3 separate regions of the Mus musculus genome follow, and regions 1 and 3 are each linked to region 2. A link is a contact called in public Hi-C data. All regions are on one chromosome and are shown on one strand. Each heading gives the region's core, a stretch centred on a gene start, on an enhancer-like site or on the middle of the called end of the contact. The rest is flanking DNA. Distances are from core to core; before and after follow the strand shown.

The links. A called contact is a pair of places that touch in the nucleus more often than the background predicts.
Region 1: a contact with region 2 is called in a Hi-C map of the N1E-115 cell line, with 2.4 times the contacts expected there. The contact joins two enhancer-like sites.
Region 3: a contact with region 2 is called in a Hi-C map of liver, with 4 times the contacts expected there. The contact joins two enhancer-like sites. A contact is called at or near these places in 2 of 484 Hi-C or Micro-C datasets (cortical neurons and liver) and 1 of 9 other capture datasets (embryonic stem cells).

What each region holds. Positions count from the first base shown.
Region 1 is chr1:63,993,541-63,996,240 of GRCm38.p6, forward strand. No RefSeq gene overlaps it. Among named protein-coding and RNA genes, the nearest start is that of Gm13749, 30 kb to the left of the region's middle. RefSeq lists an enhancer at 1-2,700. Within about 2 kb of position 1,276, at least 114 of the 459 cell types and tissues checked have an H3K27ac peak or open chromatin away from gene starts, as enhancers often do. A contact at or near this core is called in the N1E-115 cell line, where this site is marked.
Region 2 is chr1:64,372,917-64,375,616 of GRCm38.p6, forward strand. No RefSeq gene overlaps it. Among named protein-coding and RNA genes, the nearest start is that of Gm35803, 95 kb to the left of the region's middle. Within about 2 kb of position 1,260, at least 34 of the 459 cell types and tissues checked have an H3K27ac peak or open chromatin away from gene starts, as enhancers often do. A contact at or near this core is called in the N1E-115 cell line and liver, where this site is marked.
Region 3 is chr1:64,017,499-64,020,198 of GRCm38.p6, forward strand. No RefSeq gene overlaps it. Among named protein-coding and RNA genes, the nearest start is that of Mir6899, 24 kb to the right of the region's middle. Within about 2 kb of position 1,318, at least 39 of the 459 cell types and tissues checked have an H3K27ac peak or open chromatin away from gene starts, as enhancers often do. A contact at or near this core is called in liver, where this site is marked.

The sequences.
Region 1 (2,700 bases), core at 26-2,525, 380 kb before region 2:
AGCCTGCCCTGAGAGGTCTAGGAACTTTGATGAAAATTTTAAGGATGTAGGTAGAAAATGAATGGCAAAAACGTCCCCATCCCCCTACCCCAAGAAAGTGCCTTTAGTAAGCTAGGCCTTAACCCCTGTTCCTGTTTATGCCTCGCAGGTAAGCTTCAGGGGGTTAGGGTGGGTGGATTACTCCCTAGCAATGCCGGGAAGTCCGTCTACAAGCCAATTAGAACACACCCAGATTTGCCAGGAAAGCATTTGCCTCACTTGACTTTATTGGTTTCATAAAACAAGTGAAAGAAATCAGCAAGCTCACCATCCTAGCCAAGATGAAAGGCCAACCGGAGGCCACACAGGCTCCTGGCTGCAACCCTTCTCCTAGCATGCTATCCTGATCTGTACAGCAAGCACCATGTGGTCTCAGGAACACATCAGCTTCCATGTGATGGGAGATCTCCGATTTAGTCTCAGCACCCCTGAGTGTGTGCCCTGCATCTTGGAGAACTCACACTGTTTTTCTGAGCCTCGGCATCTTTGTCTGTCAATTTCAGGTGAGGTCACTTTATACAAGCTTGGATGTACATAATTTAAAACCTTAAAGGAAGCCAAATACTTATATGCAGAGGATCATCTTCATTCTGCCTTCACTCCCTACATTACCTTCTGGGGTTGGTGTTTAAGCCTAAACATAAATTATCTTTGCTGTTATTGACTCTCCATTGCAAGCAGTGAAGAGAGAGAGGAAGAAAGGCGAGGGAGAGAGAGAGAGAACATGTGTCCCTCGCTTGCCTTTTCTTTCTTTCTTTGTCACTTCTCAAGGTTTCTGGGAAAGGAGCAAATAGAACAGAGTGCTCTTGTCCAGCCCCTTACCCCTCCCCCTGGCCGGAGATGGACACTTTCTACTACTCCCTCTTGTCCCCTCCCCCATCCTCATCAGAGCAGTCAGGGATGTGAAAGCCCTGTGAGTAATTCCAGGGTTTGCCTGACCTTCGCCAGACAGAAACAGTGTGTGGTTCACGGTCTTTTCTGGGGTCCACAACGGGCTTTTCTGGGGTCCACCACGGGCTTTTCTGGGGCCCACCACGGGCTTTTCTGAACCTGTCCTCAGAGGCAACCTGGCAAATCAGCCTAATGGGCTGATGTGGTTCAAGACTGAGAGTGGAATCGACCCTCCTCCCTGAAAAAAAATTATAAAAAACTGTCTTTATCCCACACTGTGTTCAGTGCCCCAAACAATTACTGATGGTAATTAGCCGTCCAGAACAACAAGCACATTATATCTTGCTCAGCTGTGCTGCCATGGCTCGCGAGCAAAGGGCATTGTGTCTGAGCACAGTCGCTGTGATTTGAAAATCTCCCATGTGGACTCTGGGAAACACGACCCTTGCCGCTTCCCTCTAACCTGGAGAACCAACCCCTGGTTATTAAGCTGGAGTTTCCTTTGGGGCAGAGTTCAAAAGAGAGGCATGAGAACTTGCGCTCCAGAAAACTGTCCGTTTGTTTGAAATTTCTGACAGTCCTGCTGCTTGGTGGGGTATTTTAGCACAGGCTGGTTCTCCTGCATGCGCATCTTGGGTTGTAAGGCTTCCCACGGCCTTGATGCTGTCAATATTGGAACAGGAGCAGGGAACACACACACACACACACACACACACACTACCATGAGTCGGGGAAGCGAAAGGGTGAGAAGTTACCACTCTTTAAACCACAGGAGGGGTTGGAAAGCCAACTTACCAAAATAGCAGTTCAAAAAAAATTTTTTTGAAAAACAAATTCACCACCAAACAGTTTCTCCTGCTCCATTTATTTCAACTAGTGTGGTATTAATAGAACGCCTAACAGCAGGGAGCAGGGAAATAAATGTATTCTCACTCACAAGGGAATGACTAAATGACTCACAAATGCAAAAATAAATAAATGGCTTCCCGTGAAAATCTGAAACTGTATTACCCCAACCGAAACAACGAAGCTTTTTAACTATAACCTAACGTGCTAAATCCGATCAGTTTTATTTGAGGCCATAGATAGATCGAGCGATCAATCTCCATTATCCCCGGTTCCTTTTCATCTTCATAGTGCTATTTTTCTTCCTTCAAGACATTTCAGTTCATTTCCTCAAGCCTTCCTCAGTTTAATGGCTGATTTTCCCACCAGGAAAAAAATCTCACTTCCTCTACAGGAAACAAAGGAAACAACCAAGAAGGAAGCTTTAGAAAGATAAGTCTCAAGACTATTCAGTGAGGAGGAAGCCATTCGGGGTGAGAGGAAGATAACAGGTAGATAAATACTGTGTACCCCAGCTTCTCTCAAACCTTCTGTTAAATGTTAACAGGTGCTGCCTCCTGACACTATAAAAAGATCAACTTTTTGTCTCCTGTATAATTTGTGAACAGGTAGGCCCCGGAGGGCCTGAATGAGGTCATGCCAATTAACTCACCGGTTCCTGCAATCAGAGTGATAATGACATCCTTAGCAACCACGCTATCTATGGCACCGCCCACTGCTGTGAAAACCCTCTTCATCTAAGCAGGTTGGAGGGTGCCTGGCCAGAGCTGTGATCTCAGACCCTGCAGGCTGAGAATTACACTCACCTCCCCCACCCTCCACCCCAGTGATTCCCAGACACTCCTTCCCTAACCCAAAAGAGGAATGAGGAAATCAAATCAAATCAAAACAAACAAAAACAAACAAAATAAACTTTCTCCATCC
Region 2 (2,700 bases), core at 10-2,509:
CCTGGTCTACAAAGAGAGTTCCAGGACAGCCAGGGCTATACAGAGAAACCCTGTCTCAAAACAAACAAACAAACAAAATTCAAACAAATATGATACTGAATTCTCTGCCACATGCAGATAAATATAAGGCACTTTGGTGCTTTTAACACAATCCCAGAGGGCCTCCTAGAGGAGATGACTTTTAAGGTAGATATGATCAGAAAAGCAAAGTGTGGCAGACAATCTTAGTAAGCATGAAGATAATCTAGAAATAAAGGGTCAGTGACGACATAGGACATGGTATGATATGGGTGCCACCAGGCTGGAGCACAAGCTCCATCAAGGGAAGAATGAAAGAATGCACAAGTTTCAGTAGACTTCAGGAAGCCTGCTGATGCGTGGAAGAAACACAGATACATTACCTTTGGCTCATTCTTCAGAGAAAACTGCTAGGAAAACATCTTTGTGTTCAGTGTGTTGATGATAAAGTAACCAGGTTGTACAAACCATGACATGGACTCAGGTATTCCATCATAAACTAAAAACTGTGTCTCTCTGGTCCCTCCACCACTAGCAGCTTCAGAGTCACATACTAAAGCTTATGTCCCAATGGGATAGAATCTGGGAGGTAATTATGCCTAGATATAGTCTCGGATATAAGACTCCAGTGTGCGAATAAGACTCTGATAAAAAGAGGAAAGGCCAGGAAGATGGCTCAGTCAGTAAAGTGCTTACTTGCCTTGTAAGCATAAGGACCTTAGGTCAAATAATCCAGAACTCAGTCCAGTTATGGGGGTCAGAGAGAAGCAGGTTTCTTCGCTCTCTGGCCAGCTAACTTGGCCATGGTAAAGTTCCAGACCAATCAGAAACCTTGTCTCAAAAGGTAGAAGATGATGCAGAAGCAATACCTGAAGTTTCCCTTCAACCTGTGTACATGTACATACACACACACACACACACACACACACACACACACATATGCGCACACATTATACACAGATGGGAAGAGATACCAAAGCTTCCTCTTCTGCCATGTGATCATATATTGAGAAGGTAAGCCAGAAACCAAATGAGATAGCAGCTGATCTGAGACTTTCAGACTCCACAACTTGAGAGAATGTTTCTGTTGTTTAAGCCTAATCTCCAGGGGGTTGTTGCCATGCTGTGAGACTACTAAAGTGCTTCTCTTTCACTCCCGTTAGTCTTAATGTGGTGACTCAGGCTGGTCCTTCTGTCTGTGGCTTCAGCCTTCTTACTCTATTTGATGACCCCACATCCTTGCTTACATAAGTCATCCCAGCCATTACTAATGGCTTGGTCAGTGGCATCCTGAGTGACCTGGAAGATTATGATTAGGACATAGTAAGTCCAGGACTAACAAAGTCAGGGCTCTTCATAGTCTATTTGACTGATCTGGTGGAAGAAGGCTAGTAAGGATGTTGTCAGTAACAAAGCAGGAATAAAGCACGCAGGGAGTGGTGTTCATGGACAGACAGTGGGAAGAAGGGGAGGAAGCCCCACCCACAGAGCAGGAAGGTCAGAGATGAGAACAGAACGGATGGCACAGAATATCACCTTCACGGGTGAAGTGTTCCAGAGCCAATCTGACAAAATAATGCCCGAGAATTTCCTGTTTGAATCTGAGCTGCTCGGCTCCAGCAGGAAGCAGCACCCTATTTTCATATAGTCACATTTCTGCCACCCACGTGGCCTGTCAACCCTTGAAAGTAATACTTCCCACCCACCCACCCTGTGGAAATCTGCAGACTTCCCACAGGGCAGTTTCCAAATACCCAAAGCCCCACTCAATCAGAGTAGCACATGGCCATACATATTTAGGGATTTTAATCTTTCCACATAAATCACTCCCTCTGGCTACTTAATCATGTGTGACAACTTGCAGTGACTGCATCTCGTGCTCTGACTTCCCTGAAAGGTCTTGCAAGCTAAGCAGGGTTAAGCTGAGTCAGTAACTTGAATGAAAGGCACAAGATCCACACCGGAAATGCACGGAACGAGTCAACAAGCAGCACATCTTTCAGAACTGTGACCTCTCGCCACCAGGAAGTGGAGCTCTGGGTGACTCTAGAAACTATGTGACAACAGCTCACGGTGTCCTCCTCGCCTGTGGAAACTGGCCTCTCAGCATTAGCCCACTCTGTGGGTCTGTGCTCCTGTACTGGCTAGTTTTGTGTCAACTTGACACAGCTGGAGTTATCACAGAGAAAGGAGCTTCAGTTGAGGAAATGTCTCCATGAGATCCAGCTGTGGGGTATTTTCTCAATTAGTGATAAAGGGGGAAAGGCCCCTTGTGGGTGGTGCCATCTCTGGGCTGGTAGTCTTGGTTCTATAAGAGAGCAGGCTGAGTAAGCCAGGGGAAGCAAGCCAGTAAAGAACATCCCTCCATGGCCTCTGCATCAGCTCCTGCTCCCTGCCCTGCTTGAGTTCCAGTCCTGACTTCCCTGGTGATGAACAGCAGCATGGAAGTGTAAGCTGAATAAACCCTTTCCACCCTAACTTGCTTCTTGGTCATGATGTTTGTGCAGGAATAGAAACCCTGACTAAGCTCCCAACTCTTTTTGGAGGCAATTTGCCTTAATCGGAGGTATCGTAAAGCCAATCAAGCAAGGATGGCCCAAGGACTTTGAATCCAACCAAGAATTCTCAGACTTTAAGATTCCCAGGCCATAGCTGCTGGGAATATAGCAATGTCTCAGTTCT
Region 3 (2,700 bases), core at 68-2,567, 360 kb before region 2:
ATGAACTCCCCTTTGTGCGAGGCCTTTTCATGTTGAGTTTCTGTCACCACCAAAGCAAATGAATAAGCATAAACACACAGTTCTAACTAATATAAATTGCCTTGAGCATCCTTGAATTCCCAGGGTTTAGCCCAGTCTTTAGCTTAGCATTTACTCATTAGCTAAATTAGTAAATTAATTAATCCCAACTCCTGTATCATAAAACACCAAACGAAAATGCTTCCTCTTGTAAAAGAACACATACAATGGTGTAGCTGTGGCTTCACTTGTAAAACAAAGCTGCCTGCTTTAATCTAAACAGAGTAGAGCACACCTTCTGAGCAAGCAAATTTACAGAATATTTTAACCCATTTATAAACATAAAGATCTGCTAAGTGACGCAAATCTTTGTACAACCTATCATGGTTGAGTTAAATTTGCTCGGTATGGGCTGGACAGCACACCAAGGAGAAATAGAATTAGTAGAGTTGCTTTTTTTAAAATCTCAGGCTTCCTATTTAGGGTCCTACAGCCAAATCTCCCTGGGCTAATGGCCCTCCCTGGGCTCTAGTGTCCTCAATACAAAGGAGAGATGGTGCTAAGGACACAGGCTTAGATCCTGGCTGTTTCCCTAGTTCCCTGTCATGAGAACTATTATTTAAAATCTAGATAATAAAGCAATGAGATCAGATGTGCTATCAGAGTTGGAAACACACTACCACCTGTGATCAGGTTGTGACAGTCACTATCAAGTGTCTCTTAGAGGGGAAACAGCTCCGATGGTCTAGGGTTAGCAAGAGTGAGGCGGACCTGAGTCTAGGTCTACAGCATCGGCTAAAAGAGCAGGCATCTGCGACTGGGGAGGGAGGGAGTGATGGCAAAGACCTGAGGCTTCCTGGAGCTGGTTAGCTAGCCACCTCAGTCCAATTGGTGAGCTCCAGACCCAGTGAGAGACACTGTTTCAAAATGAAGGTAGAGAAAGACAGAGGTGAGACCGGACCTTGACCTCTGGTCTTCACAGCTTATGCATATGTACACACACGCGCGCACACATGCACATTAAAAACTGAAAGTTCCTCTTAGACCACTGTGGGGATGCTTTTGGAACCCTTGACGCCTTTCCTTTTACTCTCATTTCCATCATTTCTCCTTGAAAGCTGCTTCTCAAGGCAGGAATGTTTTCTAACGACAGCGCGTTGGCCTTGCTTACATTTTATTTGGAAGGAAATCCAAATCAGTGAACAAGCAAGTAAATGGAAAAGCCTGCTGCTGGGGAGGGACAGACACGCAGCGGTCATTCTGTTCAGATCGTCTAAAAATACACCATCAAAGACACTGGCCTCCTGTGGGGTGGGGGGTGGGGAGAGCCGCTGGTTCAGGGCACCCAGCTCACTCCAGCCCAGAAAGGAAGGAGAGAACGGAAGCCGACTTAATCACAGTCCCTCTATGGCACGGGGTTTCCTACCCTCTTCCTGCCAGTGCTCTCCAAGAATTGTAGGAAATCAGAGGTCCAACGTGTAAAAAAAACAGCACTTAGCAAAGAAAATGATAAACATTCCTAGCCAGGTTCTGTTTTCTGAGAACACATTGATTAGTTTTTGAGGAATTCAGCCAGTGGAGAAACAGCCGGAAGGAAGCTGGGAAAAGCCCATCTCAGGCGTGAACTAACCAGCTACAAGGTAGACTCTTGAGAAGTAGGGGGGCACTGTGTTTGGGCACCCAGAAGGGCAGTCAAAGAGGTGACAAGAAAACTACACACGTACTAGGAAACCCGATCCCAGTGTTTAGAATTTCTGTTTGTGATATGTATGCTACCACAGCAAGCATACAAGGACGGCCCACTTGTTCCCTTGCATAGACTAGAGAATTCCTGCAGGCATCTTCAAAGGAGCCAGAACAGTACAGGTGGTGTGTGCTCAAGTCTCCTCAATGCTTGTAAAATTAATCTTGGAATATTTTTGGAATTCCAAACTGCAAGAGGAAATCCTGTTTAAAAGATCTGGCGCAGGAGGGGAAGTAGCCTGGTGTCTCCCTCCTACTCTGTCCATTTTCCTTACTTGCAGCCACTGCAGCACTGCTGAAAGATCAAGGCCCAGAGAGGCCAAGCAATGGACTTCAGGCCACACAGCTCACCAGTGTCACAGCCCGAGAGCTAGGGAAATGAATCTAGAGCCTTCTCTTATCCTTTTCTTCTACTAGGCTGTTTTACCCGTGACAAAAGTCGCATATCTTACACACGTTATCTTTGTCCTAATTGGAATGAAATTAGGGCTTTTCTCTCACTGTGTTCTCTGCTCTTGCTCTCATGGAGCTGCCGCGAATGATTCTGATTTTTTTCCCTCTAGCACTGTTCACAGGTGAATGTCACAGGTATGAATGCGGAGGAACCCATCTTTCTGCTAAGGGGAGTCGGCACGCTGTCCCTGAAGGTAGGAGTTCACCACGAATTATTAGCATACACAGCTCAAGTGTCTGCAAGGCTAGATGGAATATTCTAAAGTTTACCTCACGACCATGAAAGGGGCGTAGTTTGTGCTTTACCCTATAGAAGAGTCTCTGGGTGACATTTGCCTTGCTCCTGCCTTACCTATGGCTTACCTGAGTTCTAGAAGGATGAACACACGCACCTTACCAGGGATGAACCATAGCTCTGAACCTGAACAATCGGAAAAAAAAAATTTTTTTTTTCTCTCAGGAAACTGGAATTGGGGACTGGAAGAT